2 separate regions of the Mus musculus genome follow, and region 1 is linked to region 2. Evidence: chromatin contacts called from public HiChIP or PLAC-seq data. All regions are on one chromosome and are shown on one strand. Each heading gives the region's core, a stretch centred on a gene start, on an enhancer-like site or on the middle of the called end of the contact. The rest is flanking DNA. Distances are from core to core; before and after follow the strand shown.

Region 1 (6,464 bases), core at 2,107-4,606, 680 kb before region 2:
TAATACTTAAGATCAGTGAAGCACTTATGTTTGGGTCTTCGAGAAGTTCTACAAGGCAGCTCAAGCATTCACTTGGTAATATCTGATGTGATGTAAACAGTCGTGTGAGCTTTTGTCCAGAAACTACCTATAAAAGGGAGGCAAATGGGTTAAGGGCTGGCAATTTTTATTTCAATTCCATTTCAAATAAACCAATTTTCTAAATTGCTACTTAGCCCTTTCTTTCCCAGTTTAGAAAATTCACATCTTTTGTTCATTCTGCCCATATATAGAGTTCTTCCTTCTCTACCTGAATTACCTATATCATCTACGATACTGAAAACAGACTAAAATGTGCACTAGAACCAACTAGATTTATTATTCCGAAGCCTAGTATACTCATTTCATATGTTTTGAAAATTAAATATGAAGCACAATGAACAACTAATGACTGCTTTCACGTTAAATCTAGCAGCTAGGGGATTACACAGAAAGAGTAAAGTTAACAAAGAATGTTTTAAAATGTAGCAAGAATAAATTTTTTAATAATTTTTCCTCTTCAATCCAGTTATTTTAGTGAGGGAGATTATAAATAAACCTGTTATCTAAAGTCAAACAATTTGTTATTTTAGAATTAGATTAACGTATCTCAAATACATACTCTAAAAGGTCACATCTAAGCAGACTGCTTTAGTAACCCTCTAATTATTAGAGTCTAATACCTCCTTCTGTATCTTCCTTTTATTTTTCCACTTTCTTACCAAGCTTTGCTCTTGGAGTTTCAATTTATCTATTCCCTAGTAGAATGGGTTTTAAAATTAATTAGCTTGTAAGATGAAAAAATATGTCCAAAGTAAAAAAAAAATCACACAAACTGTTAACTTATCTTGGAATCAACTTGGTCATCAACTTGGTGATCTGAACATAGTTTCTCTCATCTAGTAATACTTAGCTCTCTAGAAGAGGAAGGCAGTTTCTGCTTTAAACATGACTGGGGCCAAACATGTGACTCAACAATAGTATAGCATCTAGTAATTAGTTAAGATAAGGTAAAAATTAAATTTTTACTGATGGGAACTAGCTCAATGAGGATGCCTAGCACTTAATCTGGCCATGGCACTGACCTAAGAGTGCTTTCCACCTGGGAACTCTTTTCATCCTCATAACCCTGTAAGAAAGGTGCTTCTGACTCAATTTGTGTTTTGAGTAAACTGGGGCATGCATACACTGACGATAAAGAAGCACGACTCAGATTTATACCCCAAGGGGTTGAAGCCACGCTTTTAATAACTAGACTCATGGTCAGTGATGTGAAATGCCATCACATCGAATATCAGACTAGACCAACATGAGCAAAATGACTCCAAGCACAGGTTCTGTGTGGGTTATAAAGTCACACTGCAGTCACACTGCAGTCACACTGTGTGGGGTTATAAAGTCACACTGCAGTCACACTGTGTGGGGTTATAAAGTCACACTGCAGCAGCAGTGCAGACGAATGACTAATCGTGTCTCTCATGATAAATATTTGTGTATCCTCGGAAACTACATCACCCTCAAAAACGGTAAATACTAAGAACTAAGGATGGGCCTGGTTGCGCGATGGCAAAATCAATGCACTGCTAGTACGTAATGCCAAGGTCTTTTTGAAAGGCGTTTTAGCAACATGAAGCATTACTGGATGTGGGCTGGATGGCTCAGCAGCTAGGTGCATGCACTATTCCGCAGACAATCTGAGTTGGAGTAGCAGTACCTCAAGGAGTTCACAGCTGCTATCAAGACCAGCTCCAGGGAACAGAGCCTTGTGCCTTCTGAGGGTCCTGCCCACACATGCGCATACATCACACACAGACAAACATTTAAAAGAATATTAAAATAACAAAAAGAGGAACATAAGCCCTTAAGACCTGATAGTTCTACTGGTAGGTTTATAAAAGAGGGTTGCGTTCAACCATAATAAAAATATATGACTGGAATGCACTTATTCTTAATTCCACACAGTTCTGAAAACAATCCAAATGTATTTTTGGATCCGTGGAACACTTACATAAATATCTACATAAATACTTACACATAAAAAAAGGAGTCCTGTTTATACATACAACCTGAATGAATTGCCCTGATTATCTTCGGTGAATGAAGCCACTCAATATTCAACAAAGAAAACAAAACAGACATAGAAAATAGGCACTTGTGATATCTATTCCAGTTGTCAACTAAGGCTACATCTGGAATGAACTAAATCCAGAAATGGAGGGCACATCTGCCCAGATCTTGAGGCTGGAAGACACAGGCTTCAGACATGGGGCGATGTGCTTTTGATCCAGATCTCGAGGCATAGTGGCCATGAAAAGCGTAGGCCCAGGCAAGGTAGTACATACCTTTAATCCCAGGGGAATGAGACAAGTCTCCTGAGTTCAAGGCCAGCTGGGATTGCAAGTTCCAAATCCAGGTGTGGTGATTCATACCTTTAATCTGGGCTCTACCTCCTACTGGAGGACTACATAAGGACAATGGAAGAGGGAATTCTCACTCTTCTTTGCCTGCTTACACTGACTTTCCAGTTGGAACCTACTTCTTCAGGATTCCCGCTTACACAGATGACCAGCGAAAACAACTAGTGTTGAGGGAGTGAGCAACTACTAGATTCCTGGACTTCCCAGTCACAGCTAGCTTCCCCACTTGTTGGGTTAGTAGGAGCGAAACTTTAAGTCCTTACAATAAATCCACTTAATATAAAGGGATACTCCATAAGTTCTGTGACTCTAGAGAACCCTGACTAATACAGCACCTTAAAAAAAGATCCGGAACACACACACACACACACACACACACACACAGTGCGCTCGCATACACCCCAAAGCCTCCTGGTTTGGGTCCGTACACACACACACACACACACACACACACACACACACACACACTGCGCTCGCATACACCCCAAAGCCTCCTGGTTTGGGTCCGTACACAATCCCCTCCTGGCACCCACTCGTTGCGCACACCCAGTCGCTGTCGCCAGTGCAAGGACAGCGAAGCAGCTGCAGGTCTGCCCAGGGCGAGACCTCCATCTTCCGGCCCCACAAGAAAACAGGAGGGGACCGAAGGAGGGGACACCCACTCGCACCCCGAACCTCCTTACCTCCAAGTGCCTCAGCAGCTGAGTGGCGTTCGCCTCCGACTTAACGGCCTTGTACTGACTGATGCTCAGGAGCAGGGACTTCAAGCAGGCGGTGGAATCCATGCCGACGAGCCGGCCTGTCAGCGACCACCGACACCAGCCACCCTCTGTCTTCAGCGGTCGCCGCGCATTTTTTGATTTTTTTTAAGCCCCACCCCTCTTGCGCCTGGCAGCTTCCTGTTCCGGTCGGACTCCGGAAGTCTGGGAGCAGCGGGTGGGACTGCAGTCGGTGATTGGCAGGGTGGGCCTGGGTTCCAGGCGCTGGGGTTGCGGGAAGGTGGCAGGGAGCCATCCCCTCCCACCCCCGCCGCAGTCCCCCTTTGGCGGAGAGGCCGCGAGGTTTCGGCTGGAGGTCCGCGAACACGCGGGAATCTCGCGAGACGAGCTCGTGCGGGCTCATTCTGTGGAGGGCTTCTGGGGCGAACGGGGGTCTCCGTGCCGCGCGGGCTCGGTCCCCGGGCCTTCCTCGGCCTGGGCGCGGCGGGCTCGGCTTTCCGTGCGTGCCTCAGCCTCTGCCCGAGACACGGCCGCTCCCCCCTAGTCTAGACACGGTGAGGAACTCGGAGCCGCCGAAGCTGGGGGTGGGGGCGTAGGTTTGGAGGCGGCGGGAGAGGGGCCTCAGGTTCTGCGGCCCTGGTCCCTGGTGGCCGCAGGCGACTCGCGCAGGCTAAGACCTGTGGCGGTCGGGGTTCCGTGATGAGGCAGCCGGAACTTTACGGTAGGATTTGTCAGAACCCCCCATAGAGAGAGAGCATCCCGGAGTCGCTCCCGGACGCGTTCTTGTCAGCTTTGATGTCTGTAGGCTGAGGGGCCTGTTCTTGTCTGGCGTGATTATTTTGCACATTTCTGTGGCGTCAAAAAAAAAAAAAAAAAAAAAAAAAAAGAAAGAAAGGCACCGTTGAGAATTTTATTATTATTATTATTTTAATCGGAGGTAATGATGTGCACGGATCTAATAACGAAGTGAGTCAGCAACTGGTTCAGGAGCTTAAGCTAGGTTGTGGGATCGAGTAAATGCCCATTTGACTAAGTTCTTCTGAAATTGTGGGAATTCAGGGAACGTTCCTTTTTGTTTTTTGTTTTTTTCTCGTTTGTATTGGTACCTTTTAAAGACGTCATTTATGTTCATATTAAAAGAAAATAAAAGTAAAGCTAACTGATGGCTGGAAAAAGATTGTGCCGTTGAGATAGTCACATGAGAGTTTGTAGCTAGTGCATTCATTCATGCATTCATTCATTCCATTTTAAACAAACATGTATAACGGGGCTAGGGATTGACTGTCACTCAGAACAAAGATGAGGACGTGGTGCCTGCGGAGAAGCAACCATCTAATAATAGTCCAAATAGGAAAGTACTGTTGGAATTCACTACATAAACGAGGAATGCGTCATCACTAAAACGAAGAGCAGCCAGTTTGCTGACAAGTATTTTTGCACCTTTCTCTTTGTGTCTCTGCATTTTACTGCTTTAGGCTTTTCATGAAGTGAAACCTAAGAGTAGACTATTTTACACGATAGTTTATTCAGTAAATTCTTATTGAGCTTCAGAAATAGTAGCCTTTATTACAAAGCCAAAGTGCTAGAAAGAAAAAAAAAAATGATCTCTTCCATTGACATAACAGGCATATCCCCAAAATGATGCTTTGATCACTGATGCGTGTGTGATGCTGATCCAGTTAGATCATACTAAACTGAAAGCTGAATGAATGATCTCTTCCTGTGACCTAGTGACATCTTACTTGCCACAGTGTCATAACTACACAGCAGCAGCATATGAAAGTATAGCACATACTGTTATGGATGGCACAAATAAACTACTAATGATTCATTTGTTTACTGATCCATACTTTTATCATTACCACTTGTATTCATAGTCAAAACACAAGCTTAATAGTATATGCCATGTAAAACCAGAAGTATCTTCATACAGCTGTTGTTTACCAAATCTCTTATCATATTTAGGCCATGCCTTATAAATGTGTATTGGTGGTCTTTTACCATGTTTGTGCAACAGTGAAATAACTCAGTGACACATATCTAGAATACCTATTAATTAATACCTATTAATAAGAGGTACATGACTATTCTGTTTCCTTTACCAACCATCAAGTTCTAAAATTTAGCTATCGTTATTGGTCAGTCCATAAAATTGTTATTGGTCAATCCATAAAATTCACCTTTCACTTTTGAAATGTACTTAAGACTTTTCTTTCCATTTTACAGAATTCATAACTGTGTTAAAAGTAGAGGTCTTGATAATTTGAATAGTTTCCCTCTGTCTTGCCTTGACCTTTTGTTTCACACAATTAATACACATTTTTAATTCAGTTCCTAGATAAAGACATGAGATGTCAGAGTATAATAATCATTTTTAATAACTGTTTGAAGGCCTGCTTCTTTGAATAGTGTAAGGTCCTTTGCATGGCTCATAAAAATTTCTTGTTTAAAGCCAGGCTTGGTGGCGCACGCCTTTAATCCCAGCACTCGGGAGGCAGAGGCAGGCGAATTTCTGAGTTCGAGGCCAGCCTGGTCAGGAGCTACAGAGTGAGTCCAGGATAGCCAGGGCTACACAGAGAAACCCTGTCTCGAAAAAAAAAAAATTCTTGTTTAATTTATGTAATAAGTAGATTCTTGTTTTGTGAACAAGCAAGAAGCTTTTTCTAAGCAAGCAGTGGATATGTCTAAATTAAAATTTTAGTTTTTTTCTTATTCATTTTATATAAGCATAATACCTATATATAACTAACAAGTTAATTGATTTTTATATTTTCAGTGTGTTCTCAAACTTTTAATTCTTTAGAGATGTGTGATCAAATAAAATTTATATTTTTTAAAAACTGGTTAACTTTAAGAGATCATTCAGATAGGCTTGAATTATTCATTCCAGTACCACAGGTAATATCTGGCACTAATTGTTCTGATTTACTTCATTGATTAGAAAAATGCCTAGCAAAGGTGAATATGACTAGTTCACTATGAAATATTACATATAATTAATTATATTTGCATACTATTTGCTGGCCAATATTAGGCTCATATGGTTTTGTTTCTGATTGTGTCTGAGCAGACCTATTTGAACTCAATTTGCATACTTATATAAAGTCAAGTATGTCTAGAAGTCATGGAAAATAGTGGAAAGAATATGCATTTTGCATGATTTTCTGCACTCAGTAATTTATTAGTAATGAGTAATTCTGTCTTAGTTTTGCAGCTTTCATAATGCATTACAATAATATCCTTCATAGCTTTGTGCAGGGGATGCGTACTCAGTGTACATATTACATAGTCCATAGTTTCGTGCACAGGA
Region 2 (7,216 bases), core at 1,317-3,816:
TGTAATGGCAGCACCTACAGCCTAGGGCCAGCAGTTCACTCCATCCTCAGCTAAATAAAAAGTCTGATAGCAAGCCAGATGTGATGGAACACATCTTTAATCCTAGTACTTTGAAGGCAGAGTCAGGCAGCTTTCTAAGTTCGAGGCCAGCCTGTTCTACAGAGTGAGTTCCAAGCCAGTCAGGACTAAGCAGCAAAACTCAGCCTTGAGGGGGGAAAATTACTCAAAAATGAGCCCAAAAGTCTAGGTTTTGAAGCACTCCCCCACCCCTCACCCAGTTGTTTCTACAGAATCAAAAGAACCCCTTCTAAAATGCACCGCAAATCAGCATTGCTCCAGAACTCTACCTATGTGTCATTTTCTATACATAGCACACCCCAGTCCCCAGCTGCTCTGAGGCTAGCGTGGCATACCTTTCTTTGAAACACTGAGACTTTTTAAGAACTAATAGGCAGGTTTTGTGGTTGGTGTGTTCATTTTGGTCACTTATTTTAAGACCTCCACTGACACTCGATACACAATTGAAGACCTGGGACTTGATTTTCCTGTCTCAGCCTACGAAGTGTTGGGACTACAGGCTTTTGCTACCATGTCCTTTTAGTAAGCAAGATATTTAATATACTCTGCCTCTGCCTCCCAAGTGTTGGGATTAAAGGCACTGAGTCACCAAGTTAACCTTTTCTTAAAGAGAGTGTACCACTCTCAACCTTCCTATATGCTAGGCAAATGTCCAGCCCCCACAGCCCTGTCCTTTAACCTCAATTTTTTTTTTTTGGAAAAAGTCATACTACTGTGGATCAGTGTTTTTGAACTTCTGCCTAGCTGTGGGGTGACAGCTTCCCAGGTACCTTGCCCAATTCCCACCTTAAATAAAGCAGTTCACAGGGCTTAACAACTGAGATGAGTGGAATTTGAAAATCTCAGTGAGGTTTAAGAAGCCTGCCTGATATGGTGGTGTGCACCTTTAACCAGCTGCAGGGAGGTAAAACTGGAGGTGTGTTGGTGGGCGGAGGGAGTGGTCCTTGTATCAAAACTGTATACTTTATCTTGGCTTTCCAGAGTCTTACTGAGAAATCCATCTCAAACCTACACTATTTTCGCCAGGATTCTGACATTGGATGATAGATACCTGGTGGTGTGTGGTCTAAGGTTGAAGAAGAAACATTTGATTGCGTAGCGTAGTCTGTGTTTGGCTCCTCCTCCTCCTTAAAGGGGACCAGCGTTAAAATCACACTTTCTTCATCCAAGTTTTCCTCAGATTGGTTCTGCAAAGAGAAGCAGTGAGGGGTTTCTGCTGAATTCATTTACCATCAGAGTCTTAGTGTTGAAATAAAGAAGATAACCTCAGGAAGCAGGCGGCTGGGAACTACCAAACCACTGTGGAAGGGCTTTCTAAACGCTCAGAAAAGCAAGGCATCAACTAGAGAGTGACACCTCCTGGAGGAAGTTCCTGAAGATTTGGTCCCCTCCCCTTCCTTCTCCTATGGAAATCTCAACACCAATACTTCCAAACTAGAAATAAGGATTTCTTTTTCCATTTGTATAGCGCCTTATCAAAGTTCCCCAGACACAAATCCACTTCTGTTACCATAAAAAACACTGAGCTGGGGGTTAGGGGTGGGGACTAATGACAAAGGCCTTCAATCCCAGCACTTAGGAGGCAGAGGCAGGCAGATCTAGGCCAGCTTAATCTATGGAACAAGTTCCAGGAGAGCCAGTGAAACCCAGTCTCGAAAAACCAAATAACAACCACAAAACAAACAACGGTAACAACAAAAGCCAAAACAAACAAAACAAAAAAACAAGAACAAAAACCAAACGAAACGAACATGGTGAGGCCTAAAAGCAATATTGACAGGCTAGTGGTCCTTACCTGGCCCAGAATCACACAATCCGAGATGGGGAAACCCACCAACTAGGCATTAGAGGTATTGGGAACTGGTTACTTCTCCTTAGGGGGAAAAATGGCTACTTTGTTTTTTAAATGTAAATTATCAAAAATTTCCACTTAATTTCAGCTCACCTTCTCGGTAGATTTTAATCCTAGCTTCAGCCTTCCTAGTCTGAGACGATTTACTCCTTTAGCAAGGAAACAGTTTCATTTTACTCCCAGGAAATACATAGTGTCAAACGTGTGTGTGGGGGTGGGGGTGGGGGGGGGGGAGTGGAGTATCAAGCAGAGAGGGTTCCAAGATTGAGGCCTTAAACCCACGCAGTTCCTCGGAAGCCAGACAGGAGCCCTAGAGTGAAAAAGAACTCCCAAGAGAAAACCAATTCTCTTAGAGAATCAATTCTCTTACCTCGTTGAAAGTCTCCAGGCCGAAGTATGACATTTTCAGGCAGGCTTGGAAGAAGACAAAGGCAGCCGCTGAATGAATGCCGACTTCTTTTATAAGTAAATGACTGCTTCCTGTCTTCCTGTGGCCCAATTAAGCTCTTCCCCCTCCTCCTCTCTCCACCCTCTTCTCTTTGACGTGATTTTATCAGTTCTCTGGGTCTCAGTAGATAATTGATAGCAAAAAGCTGAGTTCTTAAGTAAATCAAAAGCCAGCCACACCTTCTCCTTTAAAAAATAAATAAATAAATAAATAAATAAATAAAATTAGTCTCGAGCTTTGTCCTCCTGGTAAATGTTTATAACCTCAGTGCTCCGGATGCAGAAATAGCAGCAGGAGGGTCATGACCTAGAGTTCTGACTGGAAGACACAGGAGGACCCTCCCTCAGGGTGGCGCATGCTAGTGATCCCAGTGCCGGGGAGGCTGAGCCAGGAAAGATGGAAGCTTAAACCTTCAAATTGGACGTTTTAAATCCAGGGCAAGACATGACAAGAGAGACAAGAGACCTAGAAATAATGAAAAACAAACCTTTCCACTCCTTCTGTGTTACAGAGTGTCTAAAAAAACAAATAAATAAGTAAATAAAATAATAGAAAGAAAGAAAGAAAGAAAGAAAGAAAGAAAGAAAGAAAGGACAGCCTAAAAAAAAAAAAAAAAAAGTAATCTTGCCAGGCCGGGGAAACAGTAGCACACGCCTTTAATCCCAGCATTTGGGAGGCAGAGGCAGGTGGATTTCTGAGTTCGAGGCCAGCCTGGTCGTCAACAGGGTGAGTTTCAGGACAGCCAAGGCTATACAGAGAAATCCTGTCTTGAAAAACCAAAGAAAGAAAAGAAAAAGAAAAAAGAAAAAGTAATCTTTAATTTATTGAGGAATTGTCTGGAAATCTAAATTACCAAGCTGTACCTATCTCCTGAATCACTTCTTTGAGGGTGTGTCCCAGGAATCTGTATTTCCATGATTCCCTCAGGTGTTTCTTGACAGTCTAGTAACACTGGTTCTAGAAGTAGGCCAATAATAGCAAATAACCCTTGCTCCGCCTTTGTGGGAGAGAAATTGAATAATGTCCAGGGAGTTATGGACAAGTAAGGACTCCTCATTCCCACATGGGTCTATATTCCTGCTTTGGATGATTAAGAAAGGGAACCTAGTTGCCTAAGGTTTGTGGTATTTGAGACAAAGCCCAGGTTGTCCTTGAATTTTTTGTTTGTTTTGTTTTTTCGAGACAGGGTTTCTCTTTGTAGTCCTGGCTGTCTTGGAACTCACTCTGTAGACCAGGCTGGCCTTGAACTCAGAAATCCGCCTGCTTCTGACTCCGGAGTGCTGGGACTAAAGGCGTGCGCCACCACGCCCAGCTGTCCTTGAACTGTTGACCATGCTTTTGCCTCAACCTCCCAAGTACAGAGATCACCACCCCTTTCACATGCTAGAGTTCTTTCTGAGTGAGACTTTCTGATGGTCCATTTGTGCATACACACAGGAAAACATCTATATGTAAAATTAAGTTTAAATTGGAATTTAAAAGACAAACAAGCCGGGTATGGTGGCGCACACCTTTAATCCCAGCACTCCGGAGGCAGAGGCAGGCGGATTTCTGAGTTCGAGGTCAGCCTGATCTACAAAGTGAGCTCCAGGACAGCCAGGGCTACACAGAGAAACCCTGTCTCGAAAACAAACAAACAAACAAACCAAAAAAAAAAAAAAAAAAGACAAACAATGGGGCTGGAGAGATGGCTCAGCGGTTAAAAGCACTGACTGCTCTTCAGAAGGTCCTGAGTTCAAATCCCAGCAACCACAATGAGATTTGATGCCCTCTTTGGTGACAGCTACAGTGTACTCAGATACAATAAGTAAATCTTTAGCGAGCGGTGCAGACCAGAGCATCGAGCAACCTTCATTCCCAGCAAACCATATGATGGCTCACAACCATCAGTACAGCTACAGTGTACTCATATGCATAAATAAATAAATTAAAAAAAAAAGACAAACGACTTTTCTCTAAGGTTGGGTGTGGTGGTACACACGTTTAAGCTCGGTGCTTGCAAAACCAAAGTAGACTGTAGCCTGGTCTATCCGTAGAGTTCCAGATCAGCCGAGAATACACAGTGAGACCTGTCTGAGACACACAAAATAAATAGTTTAGCCAGGTGTATAACATTAAAGCTGTATGATCCCCTTCTAGGGCACTACATCAGCACACACAGGGCAGGACAGACAACCAGGGAACATACGAAATGCCTGGGTTAATGTGACTGGGCAGTGGAAATAAAGACAAACACTCAAATTTTCTTTGTCTTCTTGTTTAAAAAATAATAATAAACCAGTGAGGCATGATGTCACCTGTCCTTCGCTTTAGCATTCAGGCAGGAGGCAGAGGCCAGCAGAACCCTGAGTTTGACACTTTTCTGGGCCACCCCACCAAGTTATGTAGCCCAGTCAGGGTTATCCTGTTGGCTACAGCTGAGACCTTGTCTCAAAAACAAACAAAGTCAGACAGTGGTGGCGCATGCCTTTAATCCCAGCACTTGGGAGGCAGAGGTAGGCAGATTTCTGAGTTTGAGGCCAGCCTGGTCTACAAAGTGAGTTCCAGGACAGTCAGGGCTACAGTGAAACCCTGTCTCGAAAAACCAAAAACCGGGATGGAGAGGTGGCTCAGCAGTTAAGAGCACTGACTGCTCTTCCAGAGGTCCTGAGTTCAATTCCCAGCAACCACATGGTGGCTCACAACCATCTGTAATGGGATCTGATGCCCTCTTCTGGTGTGTCTGAAGACAGCTACAGTGTACTCACATAAAATAAATAAATAATTTAAAAAAAAAAAAGAAAAAAGAAAAACCAAAAACCAACCAACCAAACAAAACCCTAACAAAAATTTTTCTTTTATTTATTCAATTTCATAGTCTTACATTTATTTCTTTCTGCTTGTTTTTGGATCATTTTGTTCTTTCTAAACAAACTAACAACAAAAAAACCCAAAGTAGCAACAACAACAACAACAACAAAAAGAAAGCAAACAAACAAGCACAAAGCAAGCATTACTTTCAAGCCTCATGTAGCCCTGTCTGCTCAGGTTTTTTGTTTGGGGTTTTTGTTTTTGTTTTTTTGGGTTTTTTTGTTTGTTTGTTTTTCGAGACAGGGTTTCGACAGGGTTTCTCTGTATAGCTCTGGCTATCCTGGAACTCACTTTGTAGTCCAGGCTGGCCTCGAACTCAGAAATCCACCTGCCTCTGCCTCCTGAGTGCTGGGATTAAAGGCACGTGCCACCACGCCTGGCCTGTGTCTGCTCAGTTTGCTAGGTGGGTCACCCTGAGATCTTAGTTGTTTTGCCTGGCTGAGGGGCTGGAGAGATGACTAGGTGGTTACAAGTACTCATGTCAAGGACTGGAGTTCGAATCTCAGCACTCACAGGACTCAGGGTCGAATCTTAGCACTCACCTGGCATCAAGTCCCAGGGAATCCAACACCCTGGGTAAATATCAACAGACTAACAAGGACAAAAACAAACACAAACAAACAACAACAGCAGCAGCAGCAAAACTTTCCTGGGAAGGCAAGCCAGCCAACTTGGAGAAGAAAAAGGGCAAATATAGAAAGAAATGATTGACAAGATGTGGGACTAGAGGACTCTCTTGCACAACTGTTGTTCAAGACTGGTTAAGTAAAACAGAAAAATAAAAAATAAATAAAAATAAAAAAAAGTTTTCTTGTTTTCTTTCTTTTTGGTGGTGGTGGGGGGAACAGGTCTCACTGTGTAGCCCCGACTGGCCTGGCACTTGATATGTACACCAGACTGGCCTAAAATTCACACAGTTCTTCCTGCCTTTCTCAGTACAGCTGGGATTAAAGGTAAGACCCACTCCCAGGTAACAAGAGCCCATTTAAACTAGGTGGGGCAGCTCAAGCCTTTAATCACAGCACTTGGAAGACACAGGTTGCAAGCAGCAACAAGTTCAAGGCCAGAATGGTCTGTATAGTTTACAGCAGCCAGGGTTACATGAGAAACCCTCCTAAACACCTCTGGTCTCCTTTCCCACCCCTCAAAAAGGGTAAGATTTGGGGTTGGGAATGGAGGGCTGGTAGAATGCTTGCCAAGCGCACACCAAGTTTTGAGTTTGGTTCCCAGCAACAATGATATAATAAAAGTGGGAATGGAGGCGCTAGAGTTGCGACTTATTAGTAGGCTGCTTTCCCAGGATGCACTTGGGAGTGGGTTCATATGAGAGAGATGAGGCAAAAGGCCTGAAGGTGCAGAGGACACAGCATAACACCCTTGATCTGGAAGTGAAGGGAAGCAGTGTTAGCTGCAAGGAGCTCTAAGCAAGGATGGAGAAGAAGGTGGGGGCAGAATTAACCAACTAAGGGGGTATGAAGAAGATCTGTAGACAACTACTACATTCAAGTCTGTCTAAAATATAAAAAAATAAAAAATTAAAACCCTTAACCATAACAGAGTCAGGTGGTGAGGGCATACACCGTTGATCCCAGCACTCAGGAGGCAGAGGTAGAGGCAGGTGGATCTCTCTAAGTTCAAGGCCAGCCTGGTCTACATAGTGAGATGCTTCAAACAAAACCAAACAAACAAACTAAAAACATAACTTTTTCTCCCCCAAATATAACAGGGTCTTTCTATGTACCCTTGCCATCCTCTGCATCCCAAGGGCAGGATTAAAGACTCTCTTTATTATATTAAAATCTACCATGCAAGGCTAAAAACATAATTTTTAAACTTGATTTCTGAGGTCTACAGGGATGCCCTGGTGGTTGAAAGCATACCAAATTTGGATTCCTAGCACTCTTGTTGGGTGGGTCATGATCATCTACGTGTGACTCTAGCTCCTGAGGATCTAACACCTCTAGCCTCCATGAGAGCCAGCTTATGCA

What was found. HiChIP or PLAC-seq counts read pairs in DNA pulled down with a chosen protein or histone mark.
Region 1: an H3K27ac HiChIP or PLAC-seq map of embryonic stem cells shows a contact between it and region 2, with 3 times the contacts expected there. The contact joins the promoter of Dzip3 here to the promoter of Dppa2 in region 2. A contact is called at or near these places in 2 of 39 promoter capture datasets (embryonic stem cells and neutrophils), 2 of 484 Hi-C or Micro-C datasets (both in embryonic stem cells) and 5 of 115 datasets of contacts at active chromatin or transcription factors (embryonic stem cells and stem cell-derived neural progenitor cells).

What each region holds. Positions count from the first base shown.
Region 1 is chr16:48,991,034-48,997,497 of GRCm38.p6, reverse strand. Dzip3 (DAZ interacting protein 3, zinc finger) reads left to right here and starts at 3,356. Exons shown (of 32, transcript NM_001110017.2): 1 at 3,356-3,708. It overlaps Cip2a (cell proliferation regulating inhibitor of protein phosphatase 2A), which reads right to left and starts at 3,310. Exons shown (of 21, transcript NM_172616.2): 1 at 3,119-3,310; 2 at 1-127. The coding sequence starts at 3,220.
Region 2 is chr16:48,305,624-48,312,839 of GRCm38.p6, reverse strand. Dppa2 (developmental pluripotency associated 2) reads right to left here and starts at 2,566. Exons shown (of 7, transcript NM_028615.1): 1 at 2,301-2,566; 2 at 1,130-1,265. The coding sequence starts at 2,333.